Regions from separate parts of the Mus musculus genome. Here all the other regions are linked to region 1. The links are chromatin contacts, called in public Hi-C maps. All regions are on one chromosome and are shown on one strand. Each heading gives the region's core, a stretch centred on a gene start, on an enhancer-like site or on the middle of the called end of the contact. The rest is flanking DNA. Distances are from core to core; before and after follow the strand shown.

What was found. A called contact is a pair of places that touch in the nucleus more often than the background predicts.
Region 2: a contact with region 1 is called in a Hi-C map of uterus, with 4 times the contacts expected there. The contact joins the promoter of 4930447M23Rik here to the enhancer-like site in region 1. A contact is called at or near these places in 2 of 15 datasets of contacts at CTCF or cohesin (large pre-B cells and pro-B cells), 59 of 484 Hi-C or Micro-C datasets (B cells, the Ba/F3 cell line, CD4 T cells and 38 more) and 6 of 115 datasets of contacts at active chromatin or transcription factors (bone marrow-derived macrophages, embryonic basal ganglia, embryonic forebrain and 3 more).
Region 3: a Hi-C map of uterus shows a contact between it and region 1, with 4 times the contacts expected there. The contact joins two enhancer-like sites. A contact is called at or near these places in 1 of 39 promoter capture datasets (the 3T3-L1 cell line), 1 of 15 datasets of contacts at CTCF or cohesin (large pre-B cells), 81 of 484 Hi-C or Micro-C datasets (the 63-12 cell line, the AtT-20 cell line, B cells and 53 more), 14 of 115 datasets of contacts at active chromatin or transcription factors (bone marrow-derived dendritic cells, bone marrow-derived macrophages, craniofacial prominence and 11 more) and 1 of 9 other capture datasets (embryonic stem cells).
Region 4: a Hi-C map of the HPC-7 cell line shows a contact between it and region 1, with 3 times the contacts expected there. The contact joins two enhancer-like sites.

What each region holds. Positions count from the first base shown.
Region 1 is chr2:18,370,804-18,374,311 of GRCm38.p6, forward strand. The region is part of intron 1 of Dnajc1 (DnaJ heat shock protein family (Hsp40) member C1); the gene reads right to left. Among named protein-coding and RNA genes, the nearest start is that of Dnajc1, 20 kb to the right of the region's middle. Within about 2 kb of position 1,633, at least 20 of the 459 cell types and tissues checked have an H3K27ac peak or open chromatin away from gene starts, as enhancers often do. A contact at or near this core is called in the HPC-7 cell line, the P5424 cell line, tail fibroblasts and 1 more, where this site is marked.
Region 2 is chr2:19,342,500-19,346,007 of GRCm38.p6, forward strand. 4930447M23Rik (RIKEN cDNA 4930447M23 gene) reads left to right here and starts at 1,818. Exons shown (of 4, transcript NR_126563.1): 1 at 1,818-2,620.
Region 3 is chr2:19,274,704-19,278,211 of GRCm38.p6, forward strand. All of the region lies in intron 10 of Armc3 (armadillo repeat containing 3), which reads left to right. Among named protein-coding and RNA genes, the nearest start is that of 4930447M23Rik, 68 kb to the right of the region's middle. Within about 2 kb of position 1,663, at least 147 of the 459 cell types and tissues checked have an H3K27ac peak or open chromatin away from gene starts, as enhancers often do. A contact at or near this core is called in the HPC-7 cell line, the P5424 cell line, tail fibroblasts and 1 more, where this site is marked.
Region 4 is chr2:19,057,511-19,061,018 of GRCm38.p6, forward strand. No RefSeq gene overlaps it. Among named protein-coding and RNA genes, the nearest start is that of Gm33592, 52 kb to the left of the region's middle. Within about 2 kb of position 1,966, at least 58 of the 459 cell types and tissues checked have an H3K27ac peak or open chromatin away from gene starts, as enhancers often do. A contact at or near this core is called in the HPC-7 cell line, where this site is marked.

The DNA.
Region 1 (3,508 bases), core at 383-2,882:
TAGTGGGAAAGTACTTAGCAACTCTGTTGACACAGACAACAGAAAGGACCACTACAGTGGCAAATTGAACTGTGCAAGGCCAATTAACCCTTTCACCTTAAGTGTTTTATTCTACTCTTACTGTGCCTGTTAGATCCACATTGGTATGTGTTAAGACCAAATGCAATTATAAATCAGTTATAGGTATTGATGAATTCTGCAAATTTCATGAAGCACATCTGTCTTTTAGTGACCTAAATGCCTCCTTTGCTACTCTCATCTGGTTTTAATTAGGAAACATTTTCAAAAGAAGTGGTTATTCAGAAACCCAAATATACATGTTCTTTACTATGAAATGATAACTACTCAAGTTTTTTGTCATGAAGGTTTGCTTTTAGTTTAATTTGTTTGGTTGGTTTTGTTAGAGTCACCTCAATTTTTCTTCTAGGAAAATCAGATAGAGTAACTTCCCTTGGGCAGACTGTTCTCGAGAGACTGTAGAGCGTGCTGAAGGGGTTTATAAGTCACAGACCACAAGCTGATGCATGAGCGGCTCTATCTGTGACTACACTGATGGCTTAAAAAAACAAAAACAAAAAAACCCTTTGCATCTTGAAAAGCTTTGTATTTTTTAAGACAGTAACAGGCGTACTGCTGTTTCATCTTCCTGCTTCCCAAACAGGCATATGGCTTCTTTTAACTATGTGTATTTGAGAGCAAGAATCCTATTTCCACACACTCTAAAAACTAAAAAACCCACACCGCAACACGGTGTTCAAATATTTGGTAAAGAACATCTTGTGAAATACTTACTGGCTTATGTGAAAAGCTTTATTTCTATAAAGTATGTGAGACTGCAAAAGATGTGATTTGTTCAATGATAAACTAAGGCCATCCACATAAATGTTGTGTCTTTTTATTGCATTTTTGTTTTGTTGTTAAGACAAGGTCTTATGTAGCTCAATCAGGCCTCAAAATGCTTTATAGTCAAAGCTGTCTTCAAACTTCTGATCCTGAGGTCTCAGCCTCCCAAATGCCAAGATTACAGGAGCACCACACCACACTTAGCTCTCTATTTTCCTGTTACTCACACCCTCAAAGGCTCAACATTATCCTACATGCAAAAACAGCATGTCAAGTTTTCTCCAAACACACCAGTTATCACTGAATCTTAATAATACTTTAAAAATTACTAATTAAAGCCAGGCATGGTGATAGATGCCTTTCAGCACTTGGGAGGCAAAGACAAACAGATCTCTTTGGGTTCAAGGCCAGCTTAGTCTACACAGTGGGTTTCAGGTCAGCCAGGGGTAACATAGTGAGATTACATCTCAAGCAAATGAACAAACAAACAAAACTGTCTGGTCAAAATGCTAACAGATAGCTCGAGGACAAGTCTGAAGGAATCCAGACCCAATAAAGATTAACAGCCACTTAAAATGATTGCCCTTGCCTTTCAGGAGCAAGGGATGTTCTCAGCTCTGGCTTCTCTCAACTCTTCTTCCTAAGCCACAAAATGCAAAAGAGCTGAAGAATTCTGTCTTCTTGGGACAAAGGCTATATTTATTGATTTCTATGATCATGTTAAGATCGGTGAAGGAAGAGACGAGCTTCCCTCAGTCTTTTCACAAATTTAGGTTACCCACGGGCTCTCCTATTTCTCTTCTCTTCCATAACTCCAGTACAACCGCAGTAAAGGGTCTCATCAAACGAAGCAGCATCAGTGAAGAGCCATAGGGGCTGATGGTAAGTGTAAGTAGCAGAAACCCCTCACCCTGCTCGAGAGCGAGCCAGAGCACACGGATGCTTTCTCAGACATTATTCATCACACAGCTGTCCCCTACTTCCTGAAATAATCTCACGAGCTAGAAGCAGACAAACTAGAATACTAGGACTTAGTATTCAAATACCAGACAAACTTCAGGAATTTATCTTAGCTACCATCAGACTTCAAGAGAAATGAAAACAATATGATACACTATGCCACGTAAACACACTATTTAGCTAAAAGCTGCAATCTAGGTAAGTTTAAGTTACAACATGCAGATTTGGTAAAGATTCCTCTCAGAAATCCACTTCCTTCTTTTCTAGATAGCCACATAAACCAAACCTTGAATCAAAATACATTTTGTAAAGGTGAAGCAAGTACCCAAAGCACTAATTCTTAGACCCAAACAACAACTCACGTGGCCCAATGTCCAGACCTCGTGCATGTGTTCTCAATAACTGCTAAGTCAGTTTAGGATGTGAGTTTAGACCTGATCCCAAGCATGTGACCAAAATACAGTCATCCAGAAGCGGAAAGTCAAGTATTAAGGTTTTTTTTTTTTTATTTCCCTCTACTAAACAAAGCAAAAACAAACAAACAAAAACAAAACAAGACAAAACCTTAATATAGCTAATATAGTATCTGAGTCAGGAAGGCAATATTCCTGAAAAACTATGCCACCTATGCTAAACATTCTACTTGAGATCAGAATTTAAAATTTTTTCAAATAATCTAAAACAGAAACCACCCTAGATCTCCCCTAAGAAGAAGGAGGATTTTAAGAACTGGCTTAGAAGGCAGATGGAAATGCTTGTGGGGATGTAATTAATTTTTAGGGTCTTGTTGCTTTCATTAGTCCTCATAGCATCTATACATTTTGGAGGACTCTACCCCCACCCACTCTTTCCTGCAATTTCTGCAGTTTGGAGACTACAATCTTGCAACATATGAACCCATACATAGGGATATAGGAGAAATATCTGGCATGTGGAGAAAGCCTATCTAAAGAAGGAATGATGAAATGCAACTTAAAGGCAGAATTCCAGTAAAAGAGATAGCTTAGTTTGCTTTTTTCCCCTTTGTCCACAATAGCTTTACTGATGAAGCAACTCTGCAAGTCAGACTATCGTTCAATAGATAAAAGGACCATTAATCTCTTTTCCTTCTCTCAGCAAAGCTTGTTACAGGTCTTCAACCTCTTTGCTGTTTTTTCTAACAATCAAAGTCGTCTGTCCTAACTTTCACTGCTTTCTTACCAGAAACTCTGTGGAAAGTTTAGTTTCCTATTTCTCTTTCTCACAACTAGAAGCTAAGTCTTCACACTCTCTAGTCTAACATTATATTAAGAAGTCCTTTCTGTATTTTTTCTGTATTCTATAACTTTCATGATGTGTGCTAGATATTGAGAAAATAGCAGAGAACAAAAAACAGAAACTGATCAGATAATATACAATCCTCCCCCCCTCACCCCACCCACACACACTGTGTCTGCCTCTATCCACTGAGAAATCAATCTACCCCCTGAGAAATTCTGGACTCTTTTAAGGGAAAAAATTCTTTTGAGACAACGTCTCACTACGTAGCTCTGACTGGCCAGGAAGGAACTCATTATGTTAACAAAACTAGCCTTAAACTCACAAAGATCCACCTGCCTCTGCCTTGTGAGTGTTGAGCCCAAGATTATAGGTATGTGACACCATGTCCAACAACTCTTTAGAAATTTAACAAGCATGTTTAGTAGTTATATTTTTGTATCAAAGC
Region 2 (3,508 bases), core at 568-3,067, 970 kb after region 1:
AAAGAGCCTTGGGTTTGATTCTTAGCACTGCCAATTTGTTGTTGTTGTTGAGACAGTGTCTTTTATTAAACTTAGGTCTTGTCCATTTGGCTAGGCTGGCTAGCCATTAAGCTCCAGTTGCCCATCTGCCTCTGCCTTCCTAGGCCCTAGTCTGGGATTAAGGCTGTACATGGCTGCATTCTAGATTTGTGAAGATGCTGTGAACCTGAAGGATCTGAACCCAGGTCCTTGTGCTTGCATGGAAGGCACTTTATTGACTGAGCCTCCTCCCCCGGCCTGACAATCTTTTAATGTAAAGTTTCAATATTGGGACTTCCCTGTTTTAATTTTATAATATAGGAAATAAAGACAGATAAAAGCTACAGAGGCAACCCGAGGCAATTTCTCAGGTAAAAATCTTCACTTAGTAGGTAAATGGTCAGAACAGGCATTAGGACCTCCATTTGCATCTCTATAAGTCCTGTAAAAAGTTGGGTGTGCAGAGTATCTGCCTGAATGCTAGGGCAAGGAGACAAGAGTCCCTGGAACTTTCTTGGTCAGTTGGTCAAGCCAATCTATATGCACTAGGTTCAGTGAGAGACCATGTTTCAAACTACAAGGTGAAGAGTGAGGGACAAAGATACTGATGTAGGTCTCTGTACACACACACACCACCAGCCCATTCACCTGCTCACCCATCTGCTCACCCACATACATACACACACACTTATGGGACACACTTTGCTGTCACACTTTGCTGTCAAGTAGAAAACATAGCCTTCATCTCAAAGAGAAGAGATAGTTTATTTTGGAGACAAATATGAGTAACCATGGCCTGGGAACACCGATTTAGGTTACTTTAGATTCCATGTTGCAATATGACAGCAGATTCATGAAGTTTTTTTATAGTAACACAACAAAAGAAAGTCATAACTCAAGACATTTTTCATGAATTAGGTACTTACCGAAAAGTGGGACATTTCTGCTATAGGCTTCAAATGCTATAGGTTTCAAATGGTATCTGCTGAGCCTCATGGCTTCTGAATCAGTGGAAGCCAGAGACCTGATAGCACATTCTAAAATGATTTACCTAATAGTTACAGGATGTTTTCAGAACAGGCAAAAAAATTGACTATTTAGGGCACCAAAGTAGTCCAAGATAATTTGCCTCAGGGCTTAAAACACTCCAATCACAGTAGTCTGTTGTAACTAATTAATCATTTCTGTAAAAAAGGTCAATGGAGATTGTAGGTTTTTTTCTGAGAAACTTGGTTAAAACACACACACACTATACAGGGGTCCTAATGTCAAGATATTTAAGAACTCCATTCATGGATGACAAAGAGGTATTTGGAAATAGATTCTTAAATTTGGGCTCACTGGACAGACATGAATTTTAGTCAAGCTACAGGCTCTGCAGTTGCAAGATCTGGGCTCAGAAGTCAGCCTTTGCTGCTTGCGAAGTGTCTTTGGGTGAGTCACTTCACCTCTGTGACAGAGATAATTCCAGTTCCTTCCCCATGCCACTTGAATGTTAGAGGTTACATCTCTACCCCAAATACAGGAAGAGCTTGCAAAATATTACCCATTCTTGTTGGACTGACATATTTTTAAATGGAAAACAAAAACCAACCACTTACTTCCTTTTCCATTATCTCAAAGTTTTACATAATCAGTAATAAAATGTGATCGTGAAGCAGCTGGGAGTCATTACTACCAGGCCCACCTTCTCTTGCCTCATGGCCTGCTGACGTCAAAATGAGGCCTTGTTTGCCAGGAGGATGGATGTTCATGGTCAAGGCAAGTTGTGACTTTAAAGTGACAACAAAGAAAGGGTAAGTTTGCAGGCTGGCAAACAGGCTGGGAAAGCCCTTGAGAGACTCAGACAGCTCACGCCATACTTCAGACTTCATAGACCTGGGAGACATCCAGCTTTCTCCCCCAGAGAAGCCGCAGCCTGGTCCCTTCCCCTGCCACACCATCTGGTCCACAGAAACACCAGACTTCCGTGTCTCTCGGCCCTATAAAAAGCGACATTCCTTTTCCTGTCTCCTCTCCACCCGTCCCTCCCACCCACCCGGCTCTCCTCTCTCCTTGCCTTTGGTCTTCCTGTCTTATCCCTTCTCTCCTGCCAATCACTCCCTTTCTTCTCAACACTCCTCCTACATCTCCCCTCTGTGCACTTGCAGTGCTATTCTTTATCTAACCATGAAAACATCCTCGAAGGGCTTCTAGAACATTCGTATGTCTGGAGGAGTTAGAGTCCTCCAGCGCTGGGGTTGGCAATTCTGCCTCCTTAGCGTCCAGGATAGACGAAGCATTTATTCCGAGGCTTTGTGCGCCCTCTTGTGGTTTCTCCGTCATGCCAACTCCCGCAGACAATGGCTGCTTTGTCCAGAAGAGATGATGATTTAGATGACAACCTGGCTTAAACCTCAGAAACCTTCAATCTCTCCTTCTTCAAACAGTTTTTATTAGAAGGATGGCTGTGAAAAATGAAGCCCTTATGCACAAAGCCACCGCGTTTCACTGCGATGTTCACCTGGCCTATGAAGATCTCCGGACACAAAACCAGGCAACAAAATCAGGATGCAACAAGATGGAGGGGCAAAGCACAGAAGCGGAGTGGGCCCTGCCGTAGGTGAGGGTTGCCATCCTCTTACACCTGCCGCTTCATGCTTGAGCTCAGGTTAGAACACTTGTGAGATGATTTCTCTATTCTAAATCTGACAGTAATCCCTCGCGGGGGGGGGGGGCGGGGGGGGGAAGATGCACCTGGCCAGACTGCTAGGCTGGCTCAGAAGGTCCCAGAATGACTATAGGCAGTTTTTGGCTCCTATGATTGCTGGACATCTCTCCCCATCCCTTTCTCCTCCCCTTCTCCCTCCCCTCTCTCTCCCTTTCCTTTCCTCCCTCTCCTCCTCTTCCTCTTCGTCCTGCTCCCCACTCATCTCTCCCTCTTTTTCTGATCTTCTTCAACAGGATCCCACTATACAGCCCAGGCTGGCCTCAAACTCACAATCCTGCCACCCCCTTCGATTAGTGAGAATGCAAGCCTGTGCCACAGTGGCCTGTCTGTTCCAGCTGAGACCTGTTCTGTACAGTCAGCTCAGAGTGCAAACACACGCTTTAACTCATGACTTCCAAAGTCAGGTTGCCATGACCTAGAACTCTGGAAAACAGCATCATGACATCACAAAAACGAGTGCTGGCTGGGGGAAAGCAGTATGTCCTGGTATCAAGAGCTTACGCAGTCCTGCAAGGGCAGGTTATACAGATGGGAGCATTGCATGAGCTAGTGGAACACCTCCATCCATAACTGCCTGCTTGTGAGAGACCGGGGGGAGGGGGGGGGGAGATCCCACCTGGGTTTCAGGCTCAACATCAGGGTAAGGCAGGAATAGTAGTTTCACAAGTACAGGATTGAGGGTCAGAATGCCAGGTCATAAAGATATGACTACTTTGTTCTGGCAGGTTCATGTAGGCAGTAGGTATGCCTTGGTCTTCTTTGATCCATACTGATTCTTAA
Region 3 (3,508 bases), core at 413-2,912, 900 kb after region 1:
AAGTATGGAGCAAATGATTTGCGGTTGACATCCTTCTGAGTAGTCGATCCTACATGCAATGAGAGTATTTTAAACAGTTTATAACATCACTGCCATCTGTTGGATCTGACCAGAATTAGATTCAAAGTTGCCCCCAAAATGGAAAGAATTCAGTAATCCTTTGCACTAATAACTAAATTTACTCACTGAAAAACCAGACAAGATTTGAAGATGAATATAGATGCAGACCAGGCTTTTTTAAAAGGATCTCTTTTAAAGATACAATTTTAGTAAATACCAATGAATAAATATTGAAAACAACAACTATAATCATTTTATACTTACAAAAAAGTGGAAACTTGTAACTAAGGTTAAACTCTTCACAAACAACTGTGTTCAACTATATGGACCCTGATTCTTCATAGCCATCTTACCTTAGCTCCATGAAGATAGCTTTAAAGACCCTAGAGTTTTAAAGACCCCCTTCTCCCCATTTTCCTGTGGAATTTGCAGTTCTTTTGTATAGCTTCTCAACTCCCACAAAAGTAGCAACCCAAGAAAGTTCTGAATTGTAGCATATATAACTGGCCACTTAAAAATACATCGATTAATTGTTGGGCTACCTTAAGCCTTCGAAATAGCAGAGACAAGTCTCCAGGGACTTCTCTACTTTTGTGTGACCTGCGGCCAGGAGCACAAACACTGATGATGATTAAGGGGCTCTGTGCAGAGACAGAGAGCCTTACACGGATGTGCCTGAGTGCTTTGTTAACTTTTGACTCTCTTTGACTCTATATCTCTGTCAATATGAATGACTGACTGATCATTTAGTAGTATTGGTATTAAAATTTCTCTAGAAACAAAGAAAATTTCTCCCCTTTAAATAAAGCTGAAGGAAGACAGATACTATCACTTTAACGTCTACAAAATTTATTTGTTGATTATCATGTCTAAGAAAACCATATATAATATGTGGGGGAAAATTTAAATACATCCTCAGGATAGATTTTTATATACTATTGAAAGAGTATATAGCATGCCTTGAGAAAAACCAGGACTCAGGTCCTGTCACATAGCCAGGAATGGTCTGAGCTGAAGTGGGTATTATCTATGCCAGTGCAGAAAGTGTGTGTGTGTGTGTGTGTGTGTGTGTGTGTGTGTGTGTGTGTGTGTGTTCATGCTTTAAAAAAATCACCACCCGAATAAATAAAGCTGGGCGTGGGGCTGGTAACATAATATGCTGTGTTTATTTATTTTACCACTTCGTTGTATACCTTTTAACTTGTAGATGTGGGGCTGATGATCTGTAGAGTCGCCATATTTTCTTGTAGAATGCTGGCTGTAACAGAGTGAGTGATGACCACTTATTTTGAAGACAGGAACACAACAACACACATCTGTTAAAAGTGGCCAAACGCCAATTCTTCCCTTCTCCCCGTCATATCTTGCAGGAAGGGACGCCACACACCCTCCGAGATGGCTGCGGTTGTTTACTACAGTCCTTTAAGGAAAAATTACCACTCTGTCTAGACCCAGGGCTCCCTAGCACTCAGATTCACTTAGGATAAGTAATCTCGGGTCTCAAAACCCTTAAAGAAACATTGCACTGAGAAACGACCCACGAAAGACGCAAACTCAGCACATAGGCTTGATGTATGGGTCGGACCTAAAGCCTAAGCCACGCAGTTATTGTCTTTGTCGCGTCGGGTTTTTCTTAAGAAAATGGTTTTCTGAGCGATTTCCCTTCACCCACAGCGGCAAGAACCGCGTCTTCATACTGCCCCCTAGTGGCGCCTCAGGAGAGAGTTGGGGGAGGGGCAAAAATGGACCGAGCGCTCTGTGTTTTAATGAAACACACACTAATTTAATTTGAAACACTCTGGTGAGCCTAAAATAATATTTTTGGAACATTATTAAAAGATTGTGATCTGGAAAGCATTTTACTGTGATAGTATTCTACTGCTAAATACACGGTTAGCAGATGTTTGTGTCTGTCTTTGTCCCTTTTTGAGGTGCAGTCGTTTCAAAATGTTTTGACACCTCTTATTTTTTTTTCCTCCACCAGTGACTGAATATTTGCTTCGCTGTGTTATCACAGGGACAAACGCAGCACGTTTGAGCAATAGATGCATCCCATGGCAATAGAAAAGATTATTTAATTTTTGTTTAAATTCATTGTAAAATTTTAGAAGCTTGGAAGTCTCCCAATAAAAGTGAGAGGCAACATAACATTGCTGCCTTAGGAAGGCTGCTTTTGTTTAAAGGATCGTCATTTTAAAAAAACAAAAACAAAAAACTAAGGATAATAATTTCAAAGCGCTTGGGACTTTAAAAGTCCTTTGAGAGCCTTGGAGATTGGACAGTGGGTAATGGCCCTTGTCACTAAGCCTGAGTTCGAGTCTCAAGTCCTACCCACACAGTGGAAAGATCTGACTGTCAGAGGTTGCCCTCTGAGCTGCACACAGAAGCCGTGGTGCGCACACACATTTGCAATGGACAAAGTGATAAAAGTGCTTTGTATTACAATGACAAAAGAAAAGAGTCCTCATTGTATCCTTATGAGGATACCTCATTCCTTCCATCCAAATTTACTGAGTGGCCGTTTGTTATATCCACCCATAGTGCCTCTCTTCCTGTTTGCGTAGAAGAATCGTGTCCTGTCTTTGCTTTTATTGGGCTGGGGGTGGGGTGGGGTGAGGTGGGGTGGAGTGGGAGTCATACTGAAGTTAAAAAGCACTCAGAATGAAAACCTGAGTTTTCAATAAAACCACCTGATTCCCCATCCCTACTCTGTGTCAGCTGATGCTTGCCAGACCTCGACAAACACTTTGAATTTGATTAACTACCAGTTTTCTGAGGCTCGGTGAATCTCATAAAATGTTCAATTAGAAAATTATCTGTGCTGCCTTTATTACCTACAGAGCGGGGCTGATATTTGCATAACATTTTAAAGTTGCTAGTACTGTCTGCTTCCCGGCATTACTGATTTTCACAGGAAATTATCAAACCGATTGGATATCCTCACATTATTTCTCTTTTAATTTGAAGCCTGTTTAAACCTATACATTACTTTGTATCCACCCTTGACTTTTCATATTATTATTAATCATCCCCTACATCTTTTTCCTTCACTTGGGAATAGGCCCTTATTGCTCATTATTTGTAGCTACACGGAAAGGCTCAGATCCGATCTCTGAAGAAGCTGCCTCCACTCTGACCCTGCAAGTTTATATCAGCTGTTTGGCTGGAAGGTGGTCTGAAAAGGATGATTTCCCACACACATACGAATGGCGGAATACGGTCATATTTCCCCGTGGTAGATTCTGCCGTTGCTGGTAGCTGGCAGTTATGGGTAAACACTTAGCTAAGTACCCCAGTAGAGTGTAGCTTCAGATCCTACAGCAGTCTTCCGTGTGGAGAAATGTCCTTGTCATTGTTGTGTGCATTTGTTCCTTTACACGTGAGCAAGTAGATGCATGTTACTTCCCCAGGTTACCAGAGGTAGGCAGGACACTGAGGCACCTTGGGA
Region 4 (3,508 bases), core at 716-3,215, 690 kb after region 1:
GTATACACGTATATCAGAATTCCTCTTTGACAGCTCTGTTAGTTAATAGGCAAGGAGGATTTTCTCAGGCAAGACTTACCCTACTGCTGTGGAAGAGAAAGCCAAACCATTCCTATTTTTGGCTTTGTGCTTAGAAAAAGGAACAAGTTGCTTGTTTCAAGAAACTAACAGAAATATTAAACATTTTCCCTCTCTATGTCTCTGTCTGTTTCTCTGTAACTCTGTCTCTATGTTTGTGTCTGTCTGTCTGTCTGTCTCTGCCTGCCTGTCTCTATGTCTCTGTCTCTCTCTCTTTTTCTGTTTCTGTCTCAGAAAGGAACTCATTTAACAGAGAAATAGCCCAGGGTGTCCCTTGGTTCACTACATTTAGGCTAACACCATCTCCAGTCACTCTTCACTCTGTACCACGTCTTTCCTTCCCACCCCGGATCTATAAGAAGAAGCAGGCAGCAACAGGAAGCCACTGCATCTAGCCATTCACTTTTCTGCTCTTGTCTGGAGCCCACGTCACTACTGTGGCTGAGGATCCCCACCACAGAGCACCAGATGAGGTGTGGGTCCCTGTGTGGGTCAGTGTGGGGTGCTGGCTGGTCTGAACTGGTCTATTCACTGAGGAGGCACATGATGGCAGGATGTGATTTTTGGATCCTCTTCCCAGTCAGGCACAGCCGCACCTCTTCCTCACACCCTTTTGCTGTTGGTTTTAAGTGCTGGGGGCGGAATCCAGAGCTTTGCACAGCCCCAGGCAAGTCCTCTTCCACTCCAGGGTCTGTCAGAAAGGAAGCATCCATCCCTTCTGAGATCTACCTCGTACAGCCGTCCCTTGGCATCAGTATTCAGATTTTCCATATCACATACTGAGTGCCGTTCTTGCCTCTAATTTTTCCTCTCAGTCTCTTGAGGAACATTTCTGAATCATCTCTCATGTATCTGTCTTCATTTCTCTTCTGCAGTTGTGAAAAGCCCCCCTGCAAACGCTCCTCATGCCGAGGCACCATGTTAGGGCTTGGAGCCTTGCCCTAGGAGGGAAGTGGTGGTTGATTTTAGTCAAAGCAAACAAACTCTTTCCACTAGAAGGAAACAAAGAACAGTAATAAGTAGCCACACATACATCATAAAGAATTGACTCCACCTATGTGTTTTTTTATGTCAAACAGCATCCCAAAGCTTGGGCCAAGCACTGAGATTGGACATGAAAGCATTCCTGTTTTGAATGGTCACATATAAGAAAAAGTATTATTTTGTGTCTATCTCTTAAAAAGCATTTATTTTGTGTCTACCTTGTTTCAGGTGCTAAGAAGAAAACGAAGATGTGCTCTATGGGTGCAGGTGATGCTGGGAAGCAAGGGGGCACCTGTTGTACAGGTTCTGCTCTCAGAACAAAGGTCAGGGCTGGAAAGGAGCAACCTGGAATGCAGGAGAATGAAGTGGAAGTGTGGACTGGGGAAGGAAGAGGGGCAGGTGACAATCTAAGATAGGCAGGAAAAGCAGAACCAAGGAGACTGAGAAATAACAGACCATGGCAGAGAAAGAGAAACAAAATAGAGGTGGGCAAGACCCAGGGCAGGGCAGAGACGTTTATGTGCACAGGGAGAGAGGAGTCAGGCCACTTTGAGGTTATGGCTGTTATTATGGTTGCGTTTCTGTGATTGCTCTAGTGCAAGGCCAAATAATGTGTCCAATGTCACAAGGAGCAAGCATCTTCTCTGGTGGGAAGACAACTGTCTTTGTTACTTTTCTGTTAGTGTGATAAAAGATCATGACCAAAAACTACTCAAGGAAGAGTTTCTTTTGGCCTATGGCTCCATGGTCCAGAGAGTTTGAGTACTCCATGGCAGACAAAGCATGGTGTGGCGGCAGGAGCAAGAAGTGGGATGATCCCGTTTTCATCATCACACACAGGATGCAGGAAGCAGAGAGCAGAACAGGAAGTAGGGCAAGGCTACAAACCCTCACAGCTCACCCCAAGTGATGGACTTCCTCTAGCAAGGTCCTCAAGCTTCCTCAAACAGCAGCACCTACTGGGGACCGAGTGTTCAAATACATGAGCGTCTGGGGAGGCTTTCATGTTTAAATCACCACAATAAATAAGTGGATGCTGACAATGGTGCCAGAGGGCAGCTCGGCCTGCTGTTGACAGGCGAGATATAAGAATATAAACAACTAAATGCCATCTGATAACCACTGGTGTGTGTATTGTTGAGAGCTCCAGCTGACATGTGGAGCTCTGGAGGCAAGCTCTCTGTCTATGAACGCTGACTCTGCCACTTGCTCTGTGTGGTGTTGGACATGTAAGTTTACCTTGAGTATCTTAATCTTCATAAAGTGGAGACACTACAAGCATCTTTTTTACCCAGGAATCACAAAGACTAAGACAAAACTGCACATGTATAGTACTGTACGTTCAGCGTGCACTAAGCTGTGTCACTGTTTCCCAGTGCTATGGAAGCACAGAACAAGACTCCATCTATTCCATGTAGTGAGCAGGGCTTAGCACATTGTACAGGAATCATGTAACCAGATCAAAACAGGCAGAGGAAAAAAAGGAAAGAAAATCTTGTTGAAAAGTGAGCACAAATCATAACAAGGGAAGTAAATGTGAATGAAATTGAAGAACGAGTTTGGTCTACAGCTGCCGGACACTTGAAAAGCCCTGGCACAAAGACACAGACTTCTGAGGTGCAAGTCTGCCTTTCATTACTTTTACTTCTTGAAAAATATTGTGATCTAGGTCATGACTACAGACAAAAGTCAGTTATTAACTTCAGTGGGAGGAGACGCTATGATGGATTTATGATGTGTTTTTGGCTTAGCTTCCTATTCCCTGAGCAATTTGCTGGGCTTTGCTAATACCTTCATTCTTCCGTATGGCCCTTGTATATCTGGCATGTCATCGCAGCCTCCTGGACAATTGCTTTAACTGCATTGTGACTTAACTAAATTGGGCCATTTGCCCGTGTCAGCGAATCAGTAAGAAGCAGCCCAGTGTAATTCGTCATCCATTTACTGTAAGGACACTGTTGGAAATGGCCTTCATTATGTGGCAGTGTGTTCTTTTTATGAAGATCCTTATGAGGCTGTCTTCATAGTCTTAATTTATACGAAGAATATTGCACTTCACCTGGCAAATGGCTCTATTTTATAATGTAGGCACTGCATTCTTGCTGGGCCCTTGAAGTGATTGCTGGGAAGCTTAGAATAGATTCAGAGCTCAGTCTAAGCAGGCACAGTGCATTTCAGGTAGTAGGGTAATTCCAGGCCCTACTTAAACTCCCATCCCCCGTTACTTTCCTTATGCATCTGTTACTCATAGTCTTTCCAAGCCACACTCAATTTTTTTTAAATGTGAATGTGTATGTGCATGTGTGTGTGTGTATATGTGCATTATGTGTGTGCATGCGTGTGTATGTGTGCATTGTGTGCATGTGTGTATATATGTGTGTGTGCATGTACGTGTGCGTGTGTGTGTGTGTGTGTGTATGAGAGAGAGAGAGAGAGAGAGAGAGAG